2 separate regions of the Sus scrofa genome follow, and region 2 is linked to region 1. A link is a contact called in public Hi-C data. All regions are on one chromosome and are shown on one strand. Each heading gives the region's core, a stretch centred on a gene start, on an enhancer-like site or on the middle of the called end of the contact. The rest is flanking DNA. Distances are from core to core; before and after follow the strand shown. Region 1 holds the start of ARHGEF11 (rho guanine nucleotide exchange factor 11). Region 2 overlaps ARHGEF11 (rho guanine nucleotide exchange factor 11).

What was found. Hi-C and Micro-C count contacts between places; a contact is called where the count stands out from the background.
Region 2: a Hi-C map of alveolar macrophages shows a contact between it and region 1, with 1.7 times the contacts expected there. The contact joins the enhancer-like site here to the promoter of ARHGEF11 in region 1. A contact is called at or near these places in 1 of 5 promoter capture datasets (liver), 4 of 47 Hi-C or Micro-C datasets (adipocytes, alveolar macrophages, embryonic fibroblasts and 1 more) and 1 of 2 datasets of contacts at active chromatin or transcription factors (alveolar macrophages).

What each region holds. Positions count from the first base shown.
Region 1 is chr4:93,042,946-93,049,542 of Sscrofa11.1, reverse strand. ARHGEF11 (rho guanine nucleotide exchange factor 11) reads right to left here and starts at 4,010. Exons shown (of 42, transcript XM_021089647.1): 1 at 2,474-4,010. The coding sequence starts at 2,505.
Region 2 is chr4:93,103,056-93,109,044 of Sscrofa11.1, reverse strand. ARHGEF11 (rho guanine nucleotide exchange factor 11) reads right to left here. Exons shown (of 42, transcript XM_021089647.1): 2 at 4,529-4,561; 3 at 3,363-3,377; 4 at 2,944-3,032; 5 at 1,324-1,422. Among named protein-coding and RNA genes, the nearest start is that of ARHGEF11, 61 kb to the right of the region's middle. Within about 2 kb of position 2,189, at least 2 of the 83 cell types and tissues checked have an H3K27ac peak or open chromatin away from gene starts, as enhancers often do. A contact at or near this core is called in alveolar macrophages, where this site is marked.

The DNA of each region.
Region 1 (6,597 bases), core at 2,761-5,260:
TCACTCCGTGGGTCAAGGTTCTGGCGTTGCCGTGAGCTGTGGTGTAGGATCCCACGTTCCTGTGGCTCTGGCGTAGGAGAGCAGCTACAGCTCCGATTAGACCCCTAGCCTGGGAACCTCCACATGCCGAGGGCTCGGCCCAAGAAAAGCCAAAAAGACAAAAATAAAATAAAATAAAATCCCTAGGGTCTTGAACCTGAGATGTCATAAGGTCCAACCAACAGAATGAACTTACAGCTAAAGGGGTAAGATCCATTGCAACTGGCGATATCTAGAAGGGCACCCAAGCCCCAGAGTTGATCCTTTAAGGGGAAGAGAATCAAGGCGGAGCAGAGGTAGGAACGCTCTCACCCTGCAAGGCTGCATTATCCCACAGAAGAAAATGGTGCTATAACCACAGAAATTATAGGTGCCAGCCCCAAGACAATTAAAACCAACAGCGCAAGAGGGTGCTGAAAAGCATCTCACCCTACCGCCAGACAAGGAGACTAAAACAGTCCCTCCACCTATTCCACAGGACCTGGATACAAACCTTCTTAGACAGGGTGGGGCAACAAAAAGAGCCTCAGGTTCAGGATTAGAAAACCGGTGTTTTTGTCCAGAGTCTGCCATTCATCAGGGAAGATGGCACTGGACTAGCCAAGGATCCTCTCTCAGCCTCCATCACCCCTTCTGGAAAAGGGGACTAATAATCTCCAATTTGTCTGAGGCTCAAATGAAATATGTTCCTATGAAAATGCTCAGAAAAACCATGCTATACAAATCCCGAGAAGACTGGGAGGATATGCAAACTCCCAGAGGCGCCTCTCACACCAGCCCAGGAACCCTCATTGCCTCTTTCTTGCATCCCCAACCCCTGGGTTTCTGTCTTCTCACATCTCTGAATTCAGAGAAAGAGTTCACACACACACACACACACACACACACACACACCCCAATCTCAAAAAGGCAAGTGCGCTAATTCCCAAATTCCAAGGGGATTGGAAAGGTAGCCATGAAACCATTTCAACTCCTTGCCTTGACATGCCTCAGTTCTCCCTCTACAAGAGTCAAGCTAAAGAGAAGCCAACAAAAAGGGGAAGGGATGAGGTTCCAAACAGCCACATACACTTTCTGTCTTTTGTGGCTGTCTGCCTTCTCTCCACTGCCAAGTCAGGTCCCCGTCTGGGGAGTGCTGAACTAATCTAAACGGGACTCTGAGGCAATACTGAGATTACTGTTTTCGAGAGAGAGAGCGAGCGAGCGCGCGAGAGATTATATGCATTTCAGGCCACATTCCACAGCCAAAAAGAAATTATTATTACCATGGATAATCAAAGGTTAACTGCATAGGGAGAAAGCAATTGCTCCCTTCCAAATATTCTTCCCTAGCTCTCCAGTAACCATTGCCCCCCCACCCCCCGCCCCAGGCCTTTCATTGGCTTGTTCAGTCTTCCAACCATCCATCCGTCCAGTTAGGACGTGTGCAGCACCCACACAACAACCCTCTCTCAGGATCCTCAAGGAGAAAGGGTTGAAGAGAAGGGGAGGAAAAGCAAAGGCAGACACCTTAACAAAGTTGTAAACTGTGGTGTTACTGGGGATGTGGAGGCTGGGCAGACTCTGGGGTGGGGGGTAAGAACATCCTGTGCTCAGACTCTAAGGGCCCAGTGCCTCTGCCTGTCAGGCCTAAGAGCCCCACACAACCTCTTCCGGCTCTAGGCAGAGGGAAGGCCCATTTCGCAGAGTCAAGCTTATTAAAAACGGTTGGAAGATTAAACCTGGCGCATCCGCTGATTGGCAGATTTCCATTTAAACCCTAAGCTTGAAGAGGAAGAAATTCTAGTGTGATCTATGCATTTGGGGGCCATTACCAGCCACTGGTAAAAATCCAGACCTGCATGGGTGCAAAGGGTGTTTCTGTCTCATCGTTCAGGGCAAGAACACCCTCCTCAAGGTAGAAACGGGATCCACCCACTTCTCAGTGGATCCATCCACTAAGCCCCACCATTCCACAATGACCAGCCTGGTGGAGGCCCACGCCCCTGCCAGGGCCTTTCCCCCTGCAGATCCAACACCTAAAGCCGGTCCCAATTCACCCTGAGGTCTCACGTGACCAGGCTTGTGCACGCCTCCCACCCCTAGGCTGGCAAGTTGGAGACTCAAATTCAGCCTCTGGCCTGGCAAAAGTCAAAGGCGGCTGGAAGCATTTCCCTCTCTTTCCCCACTCCTGGCATCACCGTCTATCGCTTATATTAAAAAAAACACTGAATCAGGGATATGCTTTGAACATGGACACACACAGAGGGAGAATAAACACACATGCCCAGACAGTACCCAAGACCAATGCTTCTAAACCACCAATTCCCACAGCCCACCCAGACCCTTTTGCAACCTTTTATCAAAATGCAACACCTTCCCTCTCAGTCTTCTTCCTTAAAGGTTTAAAAAAAAAAAAAAAAAAAAAACAACCCCACAATATTAGCAAACCTACCTGTCTATACTCTGGGGTAACCTTACACTCATGGTTTCTCGGTGTCTCCACGGTTCCAGAATCCTGTAGTTCTGAGGTCTTGATCGAGATTGAATCGCTTGCAATTTTTTTAGAAGGGCGAGAGGAGGGCCTCTCAACTTGAAGATTGAATCCTTTTTCCTCCAGCTCTCAGGACCCTGGTAACTGAAGCTCCATTCTACTTCTACCAGTTAACATGGTCTCCTTTCTCAGCCCCCTTTCCCCTCCCCCCTCTTAAAAAAAAAAAAAAAAAAAAGAAAGAAAGAAAAAGAGAAAAACTGTGACCTTCTTAGAAACCAAAAACCCAACCACAAATCTCTTCAAGGTTAGCGCTATGGGCTTAAAAAAAAAAAAAAAAAAAATGAATCACAGAAAGAATGTGCCTTCAAAATATCAGTCTTAACTGCAAAACATGGATAAAAACCATCCTTTTAATCCAGTTTTCCCAGCTGTCCTTCTGTTGGCAAGAGAGCCTCAAGCTCCAAAGGGGGGAAAAACAATTCTCTGGCCTCCAATGCTTAAAACCACAACAACAGATATATTGAGGGACAGAAAAAAAAAAAAGAATAAATCCAAATTGGCACCTGGAAAAAAAAAATCTTGCAGCTGATTTGCACAGTAAAAAAATAAATAAACCATATAATAGTATGTACACAACAGCACTCCTTCCAAGTCCAGTGCAACCCTGGGATCCAAAATTATGAATTTCCTTCAAAAAAAAAAAAAAAGCTTTTACATTAAAGGTTCTGAAATCCTCAAATGAGCCAATCGCAGCCCCCCCAAAAAAATCAAAAAACACCTGAAATGCAATGCTTTTTAACCTTTAAATTGGTAGCAATGCCACAAATCAGAGAAAAAAGTCTCTGAAAATATTCCCCCCTTTTCTTTTTCCTTTAAACTTGCAGGTTTCTCCACCTACCCCAGCCTGATTCCCAGCCCAGGTTCGGCCTTTTTCTGAAAGACAATTTCCTGAGTTAGTTCTGTTTTGCTCCTCCACATCCAGGCTCCGAAAATTTCTCTTGCCTCAGCCTCCATGAAACGGAGATTTCGCTTCCTCGCGTTCCCCCTGCTCTGCCTCTCGCCTGGCCAGAAAAACTGCTCCCTTATTATTACTAGTTTGGATTATTATTGTGGATTTGAGTTCGGGGTGGGATATTCCTCCACACCAGCCTCCCGGACAATCCGATCGCCTGGCTTCTCTCGTTCGGCCTCTCTTTTTCCTCCCTTTCCGCCCCTCGCCTAATCTCGCAGGCAGGAGCCCACCGCGCCTCGCGCAGGACCGCCGGCGGCCTCCGGCTCCCGGCCCCGCTCGCCCGCTCGCCCCACGCCCGACCGCCGCGCTCCGGCCTCGGCGGCTGCGGGACTCCCGGCTCGGGCACAGGCAGGGAAGGCGGCGGCGGCAGGCCGGCACGGGCGGGCGTCCGGCTCCCGGCGTCGCGGCCGCGCTCGCCTCCTTCCGGGCCCCTTCCCCCCCGGCTCGCCGCTCACTCGGGCGCAGGCCCGGCCGGCCGCCCCCTCCCCGCGCTGCCCTCCCTCCTCCTTCCCCGCGAGCCTTTCTCCTTCCCTCGCTCCGGCGGGGGCGGGGCCGCAGGCTCCTCCTCCTCCCGGCGTTGCCCGCCGGCCTTTCCCCTCACGCCGCGGCCGGGGGGCGGGGGCGGGAAACCGACCGCCCTTCCCTGCCGCGATGCTGCGGCCGCCGCTCCCGCCCCGCCGGCCCCTCTCCGGCTCTCCCTGCGCGCACTGCCCCGCGCTGACTCCTCGCCGCCGCTCCTCGGCCGGTTCCCTCCGCGGCCCCACAGTCGCCGGCCTTGCCCGTCGCTGCGGCCTAGCTGATCCCGGGCTTGGCCGAATCCCCGGCTTTTCCTGGCCTGGTCCTTCGACGGCCCCGGCCCGGACCCCGCGAGGCACCGCGCGCCGCCCTCGCCACCACCCCTACCGCCTTCTCTCCGCTTTCTCTTGGGTGCTTTCCCCCCTTTTACTGCCCTGCCCTCCGGACCCGACCTTTGTTTCTTCCCCTCTTCCCACCCCCGCTGCGGTGCCCGGCGCCCCTAGGCCCCCTCCCCACGTATCCTGGGTTTTGCGTTCCCAGTCATCACCCCTGCTCTCCACCGCCCCTGCGTCCCTTCTCCCACCTTTTTTTCCTCTCCTTATTTTGCAAAAATTTGTCGCGCCCTCCTGCCTGGGCTCCCGGAGCTCTTTTAACTGTTTCCTCCCTTTTGAGTGGTTCTCCTCATTTCTAACACCCACTGAAGGTGGGGGAAGAGACCCTTTGGCTCTTCCCTCTCCTGTTGTTTGGGCATCTTAATACCAGGCTGAGTAAAGTGTTTTTGAACTAGATGGAAAATCCTTTCAGAGACAGTTCTCTTTCCACAATTCCCCTCTCATAGAATCACAGTTTCTAAATCTTTCCAAGTAACATGACATTAGTCAGAAGGTCCCAAGCGTTATAGTTAAAAATAATTAAGACAGCAAGGAAACCTTTTTCATTAGGACTGGGAGATGAACTTTGTCTTCTTGCCTAGGTAAATGCTGTTGTAAAACACCCTGCTGGCAGTGATGTATTTGCATTATGTTCTCTCCCTTCTACACCATCTTGGTTGTTCTGGGGGGACTACATGTGTATGTGTATTTAGCTGCACACATCCAGAAGCAATAAAGAGGGAGCTGAGGGACCCCAGCAGTGTTAGAAGTGATGAGCTTGCAAAGAGCAAGAAGAAAGACTAATAAGCATCTGCTGCGGGCTCAGAATGAACTAGAAGCTTCCTCTGAATTATACCAGGTACAAGTTAGTAAATATAAGAATTTCACCCCATCCCCATCTGGCTTCAGTCCCTAAACCAGAAATAGCAAAGACAGGTCTGCCTGAAATCGGAGGCGTCACAGTTGAAATTGCTATTAGCCTTTTCTTTATTCCCTTCCTAAACGTCTTTGGTGGTATCACCAAACATTTTTCTTTTCTCTCTCTCTCTCTCTTTTTTTTTTTTTTTGTCTTTCTAGGGCTGCTTCCCGCGGCACATGGAGGTTCACAGACTAGGGGTCTAATCGGAGCTGTAGCCACCGGCCTACACCAGAGCCACAGCAACGCCAGCTCCGAGCCACCAGGGAACTCCAGGGGTGCATTCTTGATTGTTTTTGTTAAATCATGATAACTCCTCTTCCAATCACATTCACCACAAGGCAAAGGCTGGTTTTTTTGGCCACATATGTAGCATGCATAAATTCCCAGGCTAGGAGTTTCCTTCATGGCTCAGTGGTTAACCCCACTATGATCCATGAGGATGAGGGTTCGATCCCTGGCCCTGCTCAGTGGGTTAAGGATCAGTGTTGCTGTGAGCTGTGGTGCAGGTTGCAGGTGAGGCTCGTAACCCTAGTTGCTGTGACTGTGGCCTAGACTGACAGTTCTCTTTCAACGCCTGACCTGGGAACTATGGATGTGGCCCTACAAAAAAGCAAAAAAAAAGGATTTCCCAGTCAGGGATCGAACCCTCACCACAGCAATAACCGGAGCTACTGCAGTGACATCCCAGATCCTTAACCCACTGAGCCACTCGGGAACTCTATGGCAAAGACTTTTAATTGTAAATCAGCTTGTAAATTTACATCTTAAGTCAATCATTCCTTCCTGAATGACTGGAAGCTTTTATATTTTTAACAATGGGTTTGAATGCCCTTGGAAGTGTCATTTAGATTTTTAAAACAAATTTTAGAGGTTTTTTTTTCCCTCAACTATGCAAAAGTTTTATAGGTGAAACACACTGTTTTTGGTAAAAAAAAAAAACAAAACAAAACAAAAAAACAGTTTTGGAACCATTTCCAGTAGGGCATTTTCAAAATGCTTTCTCCATAAGCATTAGTTTCTTTAGAAAAACTGTAACTTTCTCACTCATTAATAGACTGTCATCTTCACCTTGAAGAGACAGATTAAGTGGATTTTTGTTTTTGTTGTTTGCTTTTTTTAAAAAAATAAGTGCTAGATAGTATTGCCAGCTATTTCTCATAGAATTTTGTAAAATAAAAATGTGTATTCCTAAGGAAAAAAAAAATGTGTATTCCTGCTACATTCATTGTCCTCTTTTTAGGCCTTTCCCAAGAGATAACCAATGAAT
Region 2 (5,989 bases), core at 940-3,439, 61 kb before region 1:
GGGGTGATGAACTCACACTTCACCAGAGGGGATCCCCATACTTTCTGTATCAAGCAAAGTCTAAGTTACTGGCGGTCCCACTCGCTCGGGCTCATCCTAGTCCAGGAACCTTGACAGAACACGGAAGCAACGAATAAAAGTATCTTATTGGAGTTCTACCCTAGGATGTGAAAAATGAAACACCCACTGATAATTCACAAACATAAAGAAGCTATGACTATTTACAGCCTTGTATGATACTCACACCCCATTTTGTTCATAAATCTGAAATTCTCCTTTCACCTTTCCCATAAATAAATCCCAAATATTTGTCCCAAACTATGGAAAGTCTATCTCCTTCCTGTTTTGCCCCGTACTTGGTGGGGAAACGCGGGCCAGCTCCCGACTCTTTCCTTCTACTCTTCTTCAAGCCTGTGATGTGCCACCTGCCAGGCCCAATCCCATGCGCTACGGTGAAGTTTACTGCTCTTAGGGATACTTGTCCCACACTCTCCCCCACTCCCATGTCCTTCCTGACCGTCTTCTTCACTCTGGGTCACTTAACAGCAATGACTCTACCATGTGACATATGACGGTGCTTTGAAACATCCGAAGCTTTTTCACACATAGACGGTTCCTCGACTGATTTGCCTGCAATGCCCTCCCACTCTCTACTCCCTTCGCACCAAATCCCCATCCTGCCAGTGTGTTTTCCATTTCCATCTTTCCAACCACCCCTGAAATCCCACTTTCTTCTCAGAAGGCTTCCCAGACCGATCAGAGGGAAACGACTACGCTTCGTAACACAAACTTCCAAACGCCCTTTCCTCCTGGGTGTTGTCCAACACGCATCTTTTGGTCATTTATTACTTAGTGTTCACGGTACTTGCAAATACGTTTGGGACCACTGGGCCTGGCTCAACCGTGAACATAACTGTGAACAACTGTGAGCACCAACGTGACCACCACAGCGCACTGAGCAAGGTCACGTGAAGGTGAGTGTGAAGAGGGGGTCTTGGATTTCTCCACAGCATCTTCTGACCCAGGAAGAAGGGCTCCCCTGGAGGGCAATCAGGTGCCTGCCTGATGACCTGAGGGCTATTCTGGCAGTTTCACACTTTCCACAGGGGAAACAAGCCTCCTGTGAGCCTGAAATTCTGCCTGGAGGCTCAGCATTGTGGAGACCTCCTGAGACACCCTGTGGAACCAGTTCTAGAGTAATTCATTTATGCCCCAGGACGCCCGGGCCTGTAGGGAAAGCACACACAAGTTCTCTGAGCCTACGGCACTGTCACACACATGATGGCTTTGTACGAACACAGGTGGCAGGGACACAACACTCACCGGGCCGCACAGACTGCACCAGAACGATGCGATCCCCACTGACTGTGAAGCCAAAGCCATGCTGGTCCTTTTGGATGATGACACAGCGTTGAACAAGACCTGGTGAGAGGTAAGAAGGAGAAAGAAGGGGTTGGGTAGGAACTGTCATTGCAAAGTTAGTGCACACGAGCCAAGACCAACCCAGGAAAAACCCGGTGCGTTTCTTCTTCCAAGAAGCCTTTCCAGACTGAACCAGATTCCCCAGACCTATCTATCCTGTCCAAACACACTACTGCACTGCATGCTTTTCTCAGTGATCGACAAAACCCTCTCATCAACTTTGTATTCTATACAAGAAATTCCCTTCTCTGAGGCGCTGAGATGTCTGTCTCTCTTGTGTGTCTGTTTTTTTAGGTCTGTTTGGATGAGACTGACCAAAGAAGGAGCATAGCCAACTCCAGGCTGAAGACTAATATCACAGGGAGTTCCCACTGTGGCTCAGCAGGTTAGGAATCTACTGACATTGTCTCTATGAGGATGCAGGTTCAGTCCCTGGCCTCGTTCAGTGGGTTAAGGATTCAGGGTTGCCACAAGCTGCAGCGCTGGCCCCAGATGTGGCTCAGATTTGTTGGCTGTGGCTTAGGCTTCAGCTGCAGCTCCAATTCAATCCCTAGCCTAGGCACTTCCATATGCCACAGGTGCAGCCATTAAAAAAGAGAAAACAAAAAACAAAAAACTAATATTACAGAGAAACAGCCCTGTGATTGAAGCCTAAATGAGACTGGAAGTTTTCCATCAAATTATGTCCAATGAATTCAGCAGGAGGGACACCAGTGCTTGTTGACTCTCTGAGAAGTTGGCTAAGTCATGTGGGGTGACTCAGGGCTGGCCCCTTGCCAAATCCAGGGAAGGATAAATGACAAGAGAAAACCCCTTCTGTCACATGTACAACCATATGCAGACCGTAGGAAAAAAGAAAGAAAGGCTAGGAGTTCCTGTTGTGGTGCAGCAGAAACGAATCCGACCAGTGTCTGGGAGGATATGGGTTTGATCCCTGGCCTCGCTCAGTGAGTCAGGGATCCAGCATTGTCCTTGAGCTGTGGTGCAGGTTGCAGATGGGCTCAGATCCTGCGTTGCTGTGGCTATGGTGTAGGCTGGCGGCTACAGCTCTGATTCGACCCCTAGCCTGGGAACTTCCTTATGCCATGGGTGCGGCCCTAAAAAGCAAAAAAGAAAAAGAAAAATAACTGTAACTCCCAACGGTCTCCATCCCTGTGGGTGTGTACGCGACATCGTGCGTGTATGTAGGTATATATGTGTGACTGTTTCCCGTAACGGATAAAGCACGAGTTCTAGAATTAAGCCCCTTCTGGTTTCAGGTCCTGGTTTTGTCTCCGACAAGCTTGCACACTTGGTAAATTTCTTAACCCATCTGGGTCTCAGCTTCCTCATCTATAAAATAGGGATAATAAAAGTCCGCTTTCTACCATTGATAAAAGGACTGAAGCGGGCAATTTGTACAAAACATATAACACGATACGAGTTCAATATAAAGGTTAAGCTGTTTAACATCTGCGCTCTGCAGATCTATGTGGGCTAACACGCCTGTGTCCATGTGTTAATGCCTGAGAAGGTGCTTACCTGCTGTCTCAGAGGTGTCAGAGGGTTGGCGGTGGTGGGAAGGGGACTTGCGTTCGGGTGCTGAATCTCCCAAAGACAGGCTACTTAACCTGGAGAAAGAGCAAGAAAAGCACATCAGTGAACTGGGCAGAGAGCGACCAGCCTTGCAGGAGAAGGAAGCTCTGTGAAAAGGGGCCCTAGGTCTTGGGTAACGAGAGACTGACCCTCTCACCCTGTAACCCGCTCAATCTAGTGGGAGATGAGCCACATCTACCCCACTGGCAATACCACCTATCTGGACTCCTAGGCTGGCAGGGCAAGCATGATCTCTTTAATACCCAGCAAGGCGTGAAGGGAAATAGCCCATCCTGGAGTCAGGAGACAAAGAGACAATAGCAAGAACAGGGTGTGCACAAATACACACGCTTGGTGGGTCTTACCAGGCTGCAATGGGGCTGATGGAACAGAACGGAGGCAGCAGAGAAAATGAATGCGAGAAAAAGACAGGAGAAAAACAAACAGCTAGTTAGTTTTAGGCGATGATTTGCAAGGAGGGGGAGACTGCAAGGGTGGGTCAAAACACACAGAAGCCCACAGGGACACAGCAGAGCACTGCACTGGCTGTAGCACAATCTCCCTCACTGAGCTTTGTCCCTTGGGCCCTCTCCTAGGGTAACGAGGCCTTCAGTTGAGTAACTGGCACCTTTACCTGTTGAGTAATTGGCAACTTAGACACTTTTCTAGACGGAAGAGGTACAACAATGGCTCAGGCCTCTGAAATTCTGTTCATTTTGTGTGTGCCACAGGAGAACAGGAATCTGGTCGGTTTGATGGCAGTATTCCAAGCCCCTTCCTACAGGCGGCTAAGGCACCCTGCTTAGAAACTATAAGGCCCTAAAACCTCAAGGTACCACACATCACCAAACCAGAAGGCTTATCACTCGCTCTCTTTAATAGGGCCCCTGCAAGAACAGAAGCCCAGACCAGTGCTGTGCCTCTCCTTCTTAGAAAAGCCTATGGGCTGCCAGTTCCTAATCAACAGTTGCTCCCCCTCCAAAGGGCATCAGCTCCTCATATCTATGGAATGACTATGTAGAAGGGTCTGCATGGAAGCACCGTGGGCAGCGGCAAACCACAGCAAAGAATCCAAGTGTTCACAATGGGTGACTGCGTAAATAAACTGCATTATATCAATATACTGACATGGTATTCAGTCACATAAAAAAATGAGTAGGCTCTTTATATATGATAAGGAATGGTCTCTAAGACATGTTGTTGAGTGAAAAAAGCAAGATGCAGAATTAAGCAGACAATAGGAGAGAAGGAAATGATTTGCTTATATGTTTGTTTACACATACAAAAAATATCTAAAATACCTCTGGATGGGTACAAAAGAAACTTATACCACTGGCTACCTCTAAAGAAGGAAACTGTGCTGGGACAAAGGGATGGAATCGTTTCATTATATTCTTGTTTGTACCATTTAAATTCTGAGTCCTGTAAAGGTACTAACTATTCAAATAATAAGTATTATAAAGTACAAATAAATAACTTGTAGATTTAAAGGGAGGGTCTTCTTCCCCTTTCACCCTGGCACCCCACTTACCTGGACAGGTGAGACTGCTTTTTACTGGCTGATCTTTGGATCAGAGAGAGAAGGACATCAAGGAAGAAGAGAGCGTGGGGCCCAGGAGAGAACGACGCAGGAAAGGAGGAAGAAAGGAAGAAAAACAAAACAAGACATAAACCAGACAAGACACTGGAGACGGTTCAAAAGAAAAGCCACAACTGAGCTAAGAAGGACCCAAGGGTGGAAACTGGCCACAATGCAGTATGGCCATCTTAATAAAACGCAAATTTACCTGCACTATTTTGCTGTTTAAAACCTTTCAGAGCTTCCCCATTGTCCCCGGGAGAAAGGTCACCCTATCTTCAAGTGAGGCTATTAGCCATAGCCTTGAACAGGAAGTACTGCCTGATGCCAGTCAGCGCTTCCCTCCCTCCCCAACCTCCCCCAGCCCCCCCTGCCCCCCCGCCAGGCTTCCACAGCTCCCAGGACCTATCCCTACTGCAGCACGACCAACCAACGGACCTGCTTGTCTGCTTGTCTGTAGGGCTATGCAGACTAGGCTGTAAAGTCCATGAAGTCAGGTAGTCTTGATGGTCAGCGTCCCTGGTGTCTGACACAGTTAAGTGCTCCATCCTACTTTTTTTTTTCTTTTAAAGAGCCATACCTGCGGCATATGGAAGTTCCCAGGCTAGGGGAACTGTAGCTGCCGGCCTCCACCAAAGCAACGCAGAGTCTGAGCCACGTCTGCGACCTACACCGCAGCTCATGGCAACTGAGTAGGGACAGGGATCGAACCCGAACCCTTGTGGACACTAGTCAGGTTCATTACCACTGAGCCAGAATGGGAACTCCTTCATCCTATTTTTGGTCCCTGCCCTTCACTGTCCTTTCACTCGATGTGGTTTCCAGCGCCTGCTTTTGCCCATACTGTTCCTTCTTGCTACTCTGCTCCCTAGCGTTCCCATTCTATCAGCCAGTCAAGAACGTAGAATTCATTTTTTTTTTTTTTTTTTTTTTTTTGTCTTTTTGCCATTTTCTTGGGCCGCTCTCACGGCATATGGAGGTTCCCAGGCTAGGGGTCGAATCGGAGCTGTAGCCACCAGCCTACGCCAGAGCCACAGCAGCGTGGGATCCAAGCCGCGTCTGCAACCTACACCACAGCTCACGGCAACGCCGGATCGTTAACCCACTGAGCAAGGGCAGGGACCGAACCCGCAACCTCATGGTTCCTAGTCGGGTTCGTTAACCACTGCGCCACGATGGGAACTCCAAGAACGTAGAATTCAGAAGCTACAACTTTTGGTGCTCAGATTTCATCATGCCCTGCCCACCCCCAGCCCCCCGCCTCCTCATCCAAGGTAAAGCGTCAACTTAGTTCGCCATTTAATAAATGTTCTAGAATCTATGGGTGATATAACTAAACTTACGGTGGTAATCATTTTGCAATACATGCATGTCATTATGCTGCACATCTTAAACTTAGGCAACACTGTATGC